2 separate regions of the Mus musculus genome follow, and region 2 is linked to region 1. Evidence: chromatin contacts called from public HiChIP or PLAC-seq data. All regions are on one chromosome and are shown on one strand. The core of a region is the stretch at or near the end of the contact, and the rest is flanking DNA. Distances in the headings are between cores, read along the strand shown. Region 1 has its middle 270 kb from the start of Gm33236. Region 2 overlaps Bcl11b (B cell leukemia/lymphoma 11B).

Region 1 (3,913 bases), core at 897-3,396:
CTGACTTTGTCCCTATCATGGGCAGTGGGGGGGGGGGGGAGGATGGGAGAACAACCCAAATATGACTTAGTGGTATGACATAGGGTGTGTGGTCTTGAATAGGCACAGTGAGTCGTGGGTGCCCCGTGGCTGTTAACAGATAGTGAGATTGCTGTAAGAGCCTTGCCTAGAAGGACCAACTCTTACAAGTATACCAGGACTCTCCACTTCATCTGGACATGGACAGGGAGAAGTGCTGGATTGAGGCTGTGAGGGATTCATGTTTCCTTAAAGAACACAGGGTGAACCCTTTCCATACGATGCCTGACACTCTGTGCACTTGGAGATGCTCTTTGGCCATATGGGAGGGCACTGGGGGTAAGAGAGGACAGCTGGATGTGCCTGGCGGCTTAGCTGCTATTGCTCAAGTCTCTCTTCCCCAAGGGATTCAGAACTTAAACCAGCTCTTTGCAGCTCTCTCAGGGGAGCTAGCCTGGGTACTATTTTGGAATAGAATAACACTGGCAGGAAGGGCAGGAATTGGAAAGAATACATTATGGATTTGAGGTTCGAATCCTATATTTGAAATTTATCAGCTGTAAGATGTCATGAAATTATCTTTACTTTTTTCTTCTTGGTCTCTTAATCTACAGAATGGAAATGAACCTTGGGTCAGGCCACATCATAGAATGTGGCACTATCAGTGTGCTGTCTGGAGCAGACTGGGTTTGGCTAGTCTTAAGTGAGCATGGATTTTCTGTCTTCCAAAATCGAGCCAAAGGTTGAATTAAGCAAGCAACACCCTCTGGTCCATTTTGCCTACTTCTTTCTCACCAGTGTTAAAATATTTTTGGTTTCTTTAGGTAAATTAATCTGTTACCTTCTTCTTAATAGACAGGCAAATATGATCTAGTTAATTTATAATGAGGCCAGAACCACCACAAGTGTCTTGCTTTTCAGGGTTTCTTACCTCTGAGACAATGACAGAAAATATTTAGGAAGTACAGGCTACGCCTTTGTACATAGCTTAGTTGGTAAAGCACGTGCTTTGCAAGTGTAGAGACTTGAGTTTGGTCCCAGAGCCCGTATAAAAACAAGTAAACGAATCACTTGTAATCACAACCCTAGGCAAGTAAGAGACAGGCAATTCTCTGGGCTTGCTGTCCAGTCAGACTAGCCTAGTTAAGAAGCCCCAGGTCCCAATGAGAGTGTGCGCTTCAAAATACTAGGTGGACAGTTCCTGAGAAATGATAGCAGAAGTTGACTTCTGACCTGTATGTATGTGCCTGACCTCAGGCGTGCTTGTGTGTGTGTGCATGCACCATCCCCCATCCCCTCCCAACATACAAGTGCACACACACACACACACACACACACACACACACACACACAGAGAGAGAGAGAGAGAGAGAGAGAGAGAGAGAGAGAGCAAACATGCTAATTCATGAGGACCAGGCAATGATTCAACCCCAGGGTTTCTTTGAGTTTTCTTTCCAACTTGGTCTCTGTCCAAGCCCTAAAATGAATAAGCTGGAAATGGAAGTTATACTAACTATTGGCAGCTTCCGTGTGGGACTGCTTTGTTTAAAGAGCCTTTGATGCCTAGATAAGTGCTGTGATATATATATGAAGTGTTTGAACGTGATTTAGATCCCATCCTCTGGAGTGAAAGAGAGCCGCTTCTCATTTGTCCAAAGTGCTGGATATTTAAATTGTAAGTTAAAGATGGCCTCAACTTTGCCTCTCTCAATCAAGGCATCTTTCTTCCGTCTAATTCAATCCATTGCATCTCAAATAAATTCCTACTTGTCAATCACCAACTGCATATGTAGTGCCAGGCAAAGCCCCAGGTGCTCAAAGATAAATACCACTTGCTAAACATCAGTATTTTCCAAATGGGCCATGATGGTATCCACTTCTATCTTCCCCACTGTTTCCTACCCAGGCCCTATGATTAGCTAGGCTGTGGATACAGATATTCTAATGGACACTCTGCTTTCGATGGTTTTGCCCATATTCTTCCCAACGGCATGAGTCAGAGCTTCTGTGTGTGGAAACATCTCTGACATGAACAACTTAGGCAGGAAAGAGTGGTGTTGGGCTCATGCTTTCAGAATGCCCCATCCCGTGCGCGTTTTGGTCCCATGTACTTGAGCAAAACCTCCCAAGTGTTAAGGGGAGGGTGCACTCACTCTGGACAGGAAGTCGAGCGAATTGCAGGAAGTGGTCAGGACCTGCTCCACACTCACCCATTTCTTCTAAACATATCATCTTTTCTAAAGTCTCCAGATGTTCTGAGCAGAGTACCACTGTTGGGGCCTGAGTCCCTAAAAGATGAACCCTTTGGAGGGACTTATTCGAACCGTGACACCAACAAACTCAAGGGTCTTTTCAAACATGTTTGAGATCACAGTGATCTTTATTTGAAAGTCTCCCTTGGCTTCTACTGCATTTAGAATGGCATTCGAACTATTTACTTGTTTGTTTATTTGAGATAAGGTCTCATAGCATAGATTGACTTTGAACTCTGGATTTTCCTGCTTTTGCTGAGTCAGGATGACAAATGTATACCACGTACCTGGGCTGAGATTCAAAACCCTCCTTTCTAGTTCACTACCTCCCTGCTCTTCTGCCACATGCAGTCTTTAAGGTCCTTTTAGGCTGTAGTCCCACTTGCCCTCTGGGTACAAGCTCTTTTCTTGTTGGTGGTGCATTTAATGGTTGTCCCTACTGTTGGAGAGGTATGCTGTTGCAGTGTGGCTCCTTCTTCCTCTCACACCTTTTGAACTGTCTCCTCGGACAAGTCTCCTCCATCCCCCAGCTCTGGGGAAGCCTCCCTTTCCGAGAGTTCATGCTCATTCATTTGTTCGACGTCTTCTCTCTCCATCAGCACCACCAAATCTCACTGAAGTTAAGCTGACCAGAGAGAATGCTCTTTCTGGCTTCACAAATCTGTCACTTAGCAAGGCCATAGCCACTCCTTCAGTTGCGACCTTTCTCCTGAAACAGGCTTATCATGTCCAGCCAGGGAGCAAGGAGAGAACAAGTCAATGCCAATAAGAAGTGTTGCTACCGCCAACAAGAAGGAGTAGGTACGAGGGACCCGGAAGCAGCATATTAATGTCCAGGAAGGATGCTTGTGTGTGGTGATTTATAATTACAAATTTAACTAATTGAATCATAAGGGTATGTAATGAGTTTGGTCTTTCAGAGAAACTTCTATATCAAAAGTTAAGAAAATTCCCATCCTTAGAACAGTCATTTTGGCCCCATACCATGATCTTTCCTGGTTTAGCCCAAGCTCATTTTCATCTTGCCAACTATGCTTTCATATGTATACAATTCAAACTTGCACCAAACCCAGCCTTCTAGCTCCTCCCCTCTCCAATAACTTGACTCCATTGTCACCGCTCTTGTCTATAAGTCCTGGTGTGAAGCCATCACTAGACACTTTCTTGCCTCTTTGCCCTTGGCTGTGCTGTCCTCCCTCTTAGGAGAATTTCTGTTTCTTGCTTGTCAGTGCATATCTTACCCATAAATCACACCTCAACAAAGGCCAAGTATTTCATTCATAGTTACTAACTTCTTTCTCCCTTCCTTCATAGTTACTAACTTCTTTCTTGGGGATCTCATTTGGGTGCCTTTGATTTAACATATTTCTTCTTTTCCCAGTGGAATTACATAATAATAAATGTTATGTAGTGAATTCAGGGTGTGAGTCACCCCAAGAGAACGAATATATGAATGGACCACAGTCATGACTCAGAAGAGAAGGGGATCTACAATCTCTACCATCATTAGGAATAGGATATAACCGATGATGTCTCTCTTCTTCCGACTTCTATTTCCATATGCACACACTTTCAATAAAGGACCAACCACAGAAAACCAGATCTGCCCCTCAAAAATCAGATAAGTGCCTTTTTCTTACATC
Region 2 (3,990 bases), core at 1,335-3,834, 620 kb before region 1:
GTCTTATTTATTTTTTTTCAGTGTTGTAATGTCAAAGGAGACTTGCTGGTTGCATTTAAAACAAAATGTTTTGCAACCAGATTTGAGCCTGGTCTCATCAAGGTCCTTTTGACCACTTGACTTTTATTTTCTTGCTTTAGTACGCCGCAGCCACGGGTTATTTTACAGTCCCTCCCTACCTTTAGGTGAAGTGGTTGTTAAAAACCTCCACACTTCCAGACCCTAATTTGTCCGGGAGGCAGTTGGCCGCCACCCCCATCCCCTGTATAATTACCAGAATTGTATTTGAGGAGGGGAGAGAGTCGGTGGGAAGGGGGAGAAACTGGTAGCCCCCAACTCTGGAGCATTTGCCGTATTAGGGGAAAAGCAGATAGATTTGCTGTCCCTCTCTGGGCATCCCTGGGACATCCTGAACAAGCCCTGAGCAGAGGGACTGGTGGCAGCTGGGTCTGGGGGGGGGGGGTTCAGGGGTGCTTCGTGTGACATCCTTCCATGCATTGGTTCTCTGTCTCACCCTTTCTCAGAGCATCTGGGAAAAGCCAGCTGACCTGCAGGAGAGGCAGAGAAGGCAGAGAAGTGCTGGGGAGAAAAGAGGCAGTGGAGGCCAGGCTGCTGAGCAAGTCTACCTGCCTTCTGGGGACCCTGGGGACCCTGGGAGCCTGGGCATTGTTTCAGGGGGGTAAGCAAGGAGAGTGGTCCGTATGGTGTTCAGAAAAACAGCCTAGAAGGGATAAGACAGGGATGCAGGAGATACAGTGTGGCCTGGGGAATGTGACTAGCTATGAAGCAGGGGATACAGGAGGCCTGGTTGCAAAAGGACTGGCCAGCAGAGCAGGTGTTATCTCAGCCCCTACAGGCAGTCACTCCCATGTGAGATTTCAGATCTGAAGGAAACCATCTAAAACATGGCAGATCGTTTTCACTTGGGTGGCAGCCTTGGGCCTGTGGGGCAGCAGCTAAAGGCTCTTTGGAGATGATGCAACTTAGAATCACTGATGGCCTAGGAAACCAGAAAAAGCCCAGAAATGGCATCCCTGATCTTGGTGTATGTTTCCCAGGGTAGGAGAAGGGCTTCATAGCATGCTACGGTTTCAGGCAGGATGGGTAGGAAGAGGACTGAGGTAGCTAAGGGGGTGGGAGACAGCTGGAAAAGAAGATCTGGGCTTCTGGTTTGTTTCAAAATGTTTGACCCAGATGGATGCGGCTTTTCAAACAGGAGGGCAGACACAGACATTAGGAAAAACAAACACAGATCAGCCTGGGGAACGGTGCTAGGGAGGTAACGCAGGAGGCAGCCGCTGGCCAGGCAGAAGGAAGGGCCTGTACCAGCCATGCCAGGCAGGGTCAGGCAGAAGGAAATGCAGTCTGAGGTCCGTGGAAAAGCTCAAAGGTTTTTCTGAGGGAAACGTGGAGGTAAAATGGAGTGGCCAATTATACAGGCCCTTAATGAAGCCAACTTTTCAATAACCCACCAACAGGTTCCCGAGGAAGAATAGCAATTTTCTGTATGCACTCGTGATCCTGCACAGCAGCCAGAGACCCAAGATTTGCCGCAGAGTGAGGCTGGTTGTAGCCATTCAATGCCTCTTCAGGTTGGGTTTTGTGGTTGTTGTATGTTTTAAAGGCGGCTACGTTGACAATTGTCTGAACCTCAGGATACAGTATACCTATAATGGTCCACTTATCGTACTAAACTGCGTCTCTGATAAATTTATAGGACATGGGCCCTCTTTCTTTCTTTCTTTCTCTTTTTCTTTTTCTTTCTCTTTTTCTTCTTCTCTTTCTCTTTTTCATAGTCGGGTAGGGGCAGTGAAGTTTGTCTGCCCTTTGCACAGAAGGGAACCCCGTGTCGTTTGAAGTGTGGTATGTCAGCAGCTCGGATTCCACGGGAGAATAAAAACATGTTCTTCAAAGGTGTCATGCCAGGTTAATTTTATTCATTTGTAATTCGCACCCCAGTGAAGACAACCACGAGCACACTTTAACAGCCCCCATATTTTCAGAGGAGATTTTTTTTCTCTTATTCAAAGATTTTTGTATATCTGCTTGTTTCTTGTTTGGAGGGGGAAGCCTGCTATCTGCATGAGCCCTGGCTTTGGCAAATTTTATCTAGTCTTCAGGGTGTTTCATAACAGAAAAATAGAGTCAACTGTTCAGTCTTGGGGTTCAGTCCTGGGAGCTGGCCCGAGAGACTTGGAAAGATTAGGATTCGATGGTTAGATGCACCCTTCAGCTTAACTCCAAAGGACCCAGCAGCTCTTCCTTGGCCAGAGGAAAGATCAGCATTCGATGATGCATTTGACAGTAATTTCAGGTGAAATGGATCCATGTAAAACAGTCTACTTACGGACTCCAGTTTCCTACAGCAGCAAGGAGGTTTTGAACGCCTAATCACACTTGATTCCTGATCGATCCTCCTCACCTTTATCCATCCATTTTGCACTCTCTGTCGCTTGCTGTGATAAAATACTTTCCAAAGTAAACTTTCAGTACCATTTGCTTTTGGTTAAGGGTAAAAATGCCTGATGCTCCAAGCCGCGCCTAGCGCTTCTCGTCAGCTAGGGGGCGCTCGCTGCCCGTGTCATGGCTGCGGTGCCTTGGCCGCTGTGCCTGGGAACCCGCGTCCATCAGCACATCCGGCTGCGGCGGCTGCAACAGCAGCGGCTGCAGTTTGTGTCGCTGCAAAAATGTCTTAAGCGTGAAGTTGTAATATTGATTTTCCTGCAGAGATTTGTGCAGGACAAAATGAGAATATAAGTTTGAGAAATCTATTTTCAAGCCATTGGCATCGATTTGTAAACCCCTCCTTACCTGGCAGGTGGGGAGGCGGTTTTTTCTTTTCCTCCAATTTCCTTTTCTTTTTAAACAATTAAAATTGTTATTCCTGAATGAGTGTTTTTCTCCCCCTTGGTCTGTCCATGGTCTTGACATTCTAAACATTTTGTTTTGTTGCTTAAGCATTCACAGTCCACCTAGGGAGTCTGGGAAGAGCTGTCATCATTTTAGGGGTGGCCCATCTTAGTGTTCCCCGGGGGTGGGGTGGGGGACCACTGTGAATTGTTGCTGAAGGGGTCGTGGACCCAAGACAACCTGATAGATGGTGATCCTTTCGGCTCCGATTTGATAACAGCCCTCAATCCCATCTTCTCCACCGCGAGTCCACGGAACTAAGGGTGCAAGCACCCTTTCCCTAACGATATAGCATAATTCAAACAGTGCGGGTGATTTTGTTTGCAAGCAGTGTGTGCTTGCTGGGGCCAGTGCGCCTTGCACCTCAGAGAGTTCCCTTCATAGATGGATGTCACGATGCTCCACCGCTCCCCCAAACATGTGATTTAGTGCCGGGGGATATGTATGTGTTGATGGTGGGGTTTCTAGATCTACGATGTCTTAGCTTTAGAGTTTGTGAGATGCACAGACAGCGCAGTGAACTGGAGTCGTCTGCGCGAGTTCAGTGGATAAGCTGAAGAGCTTGCCCTGACACAGGAAAGTGCTTTATTCTAACCTGAAAGAGAAATAAATTAGGTCAGACAAAAGCCTTAGCTGTCATCGGCTGGAGGAAGAGGGCCAGCCATTTATCTGATGGTGTCTCTACTTCATTTAATGTTTGCGTCTGGCCAGTTGTAAGCATACCGTGGAGGCAAACACAGGGTAACTATGAGGAATATAGGACCTCGCAATCTTGGGTCTGGGCAACGGTTTGTAGCCTACAGAGAACTGTTTTTTGTTTGTTTGTTTGTTTGCTTGCTTTGTTTTGCTTGCTTGTTTTTAATTCAGTTTATGGGAAGCCCCAATCATTTGCCTTGGAATTTGGGGTCCTTCCCATACTGTGATTACACACCAACACAGACATTCAATTCGTTAAAAAAAAAATTATCAGGGGTGATAGGACAGCCGGCAGCTAGACGTTTTCCTTTGAGAGCCTCTTTTTTCATGAAGGAAGGACTCTTTGGCTGCCTGGTTGGGCCTTTCTTTTAGCTTAAACTCTCC

The links. HiChIP or PLAC-seq counts read pairs in DNA pulled down with a chosen protein or histone mark.
Region 2: an H3K4me3 HiChIP or PLAC-seq map of the SCID.adh cell line shows a contact between it and region 1, with 7 times the contacts expected there. The contact joins two enhancer-like sites. A contact is called at or near these places in 11 of 39 promoter capture datasets (the 3T3-L1 cell line, cranial neural crest, embryonic stem cells and 6 more), 5 of 484 Hi-C or Micro-C datasets (Th2 cells, cardiomyocytes, epidermal suprabasal cells and 2 more), 12 of 115 datasets of contacts at active chromatin or transcription factors (the SCID.adh cell line, T-cell acute lymphoblastic leukemia, acute myeloid leukemia and 8 more) and 1 of 9 other capture datasets (embryonic stem cells).

Annotation. Positions count from the first base shown.
Region 1 is chr12:107,379,139-107,383,051 of GRCm38.p6, reverse strand. No RefSeq gene overlaps it. Among named protein-coding and RNA genes, the nearest start is that of Gm33236, 270 kb to the left of the region's middle. Within about 2 kb of position 2,146, at least 3 of the 459 cell types and tissues checked have an H3K27ac peak or open chromatin away from gene starts, as enhancers often do. A contact at or near this core is called in the SCID.adh cell line, where this site is marked.
Region 2 is chr12:107,997,530-108,001,519 of GRCm38.p6, reverse strand. The region is part of intron 1 of Bcl11b (B cell leukemia/lymphoma 11B); the gene reads left to right. Among named protein-coding and RNA genes, the nearest start is that of Bcl11b, 3.9 kb to the left of the region's middle. Within about 2 kb of position 2,584, at least 30 of the 459 cell types and tissues checked have an H3K27ac peak or open chromatin away from gene starts, as enhancers often do. A contact at or near this core is called in the SCID.adh cell line, where this site is marked.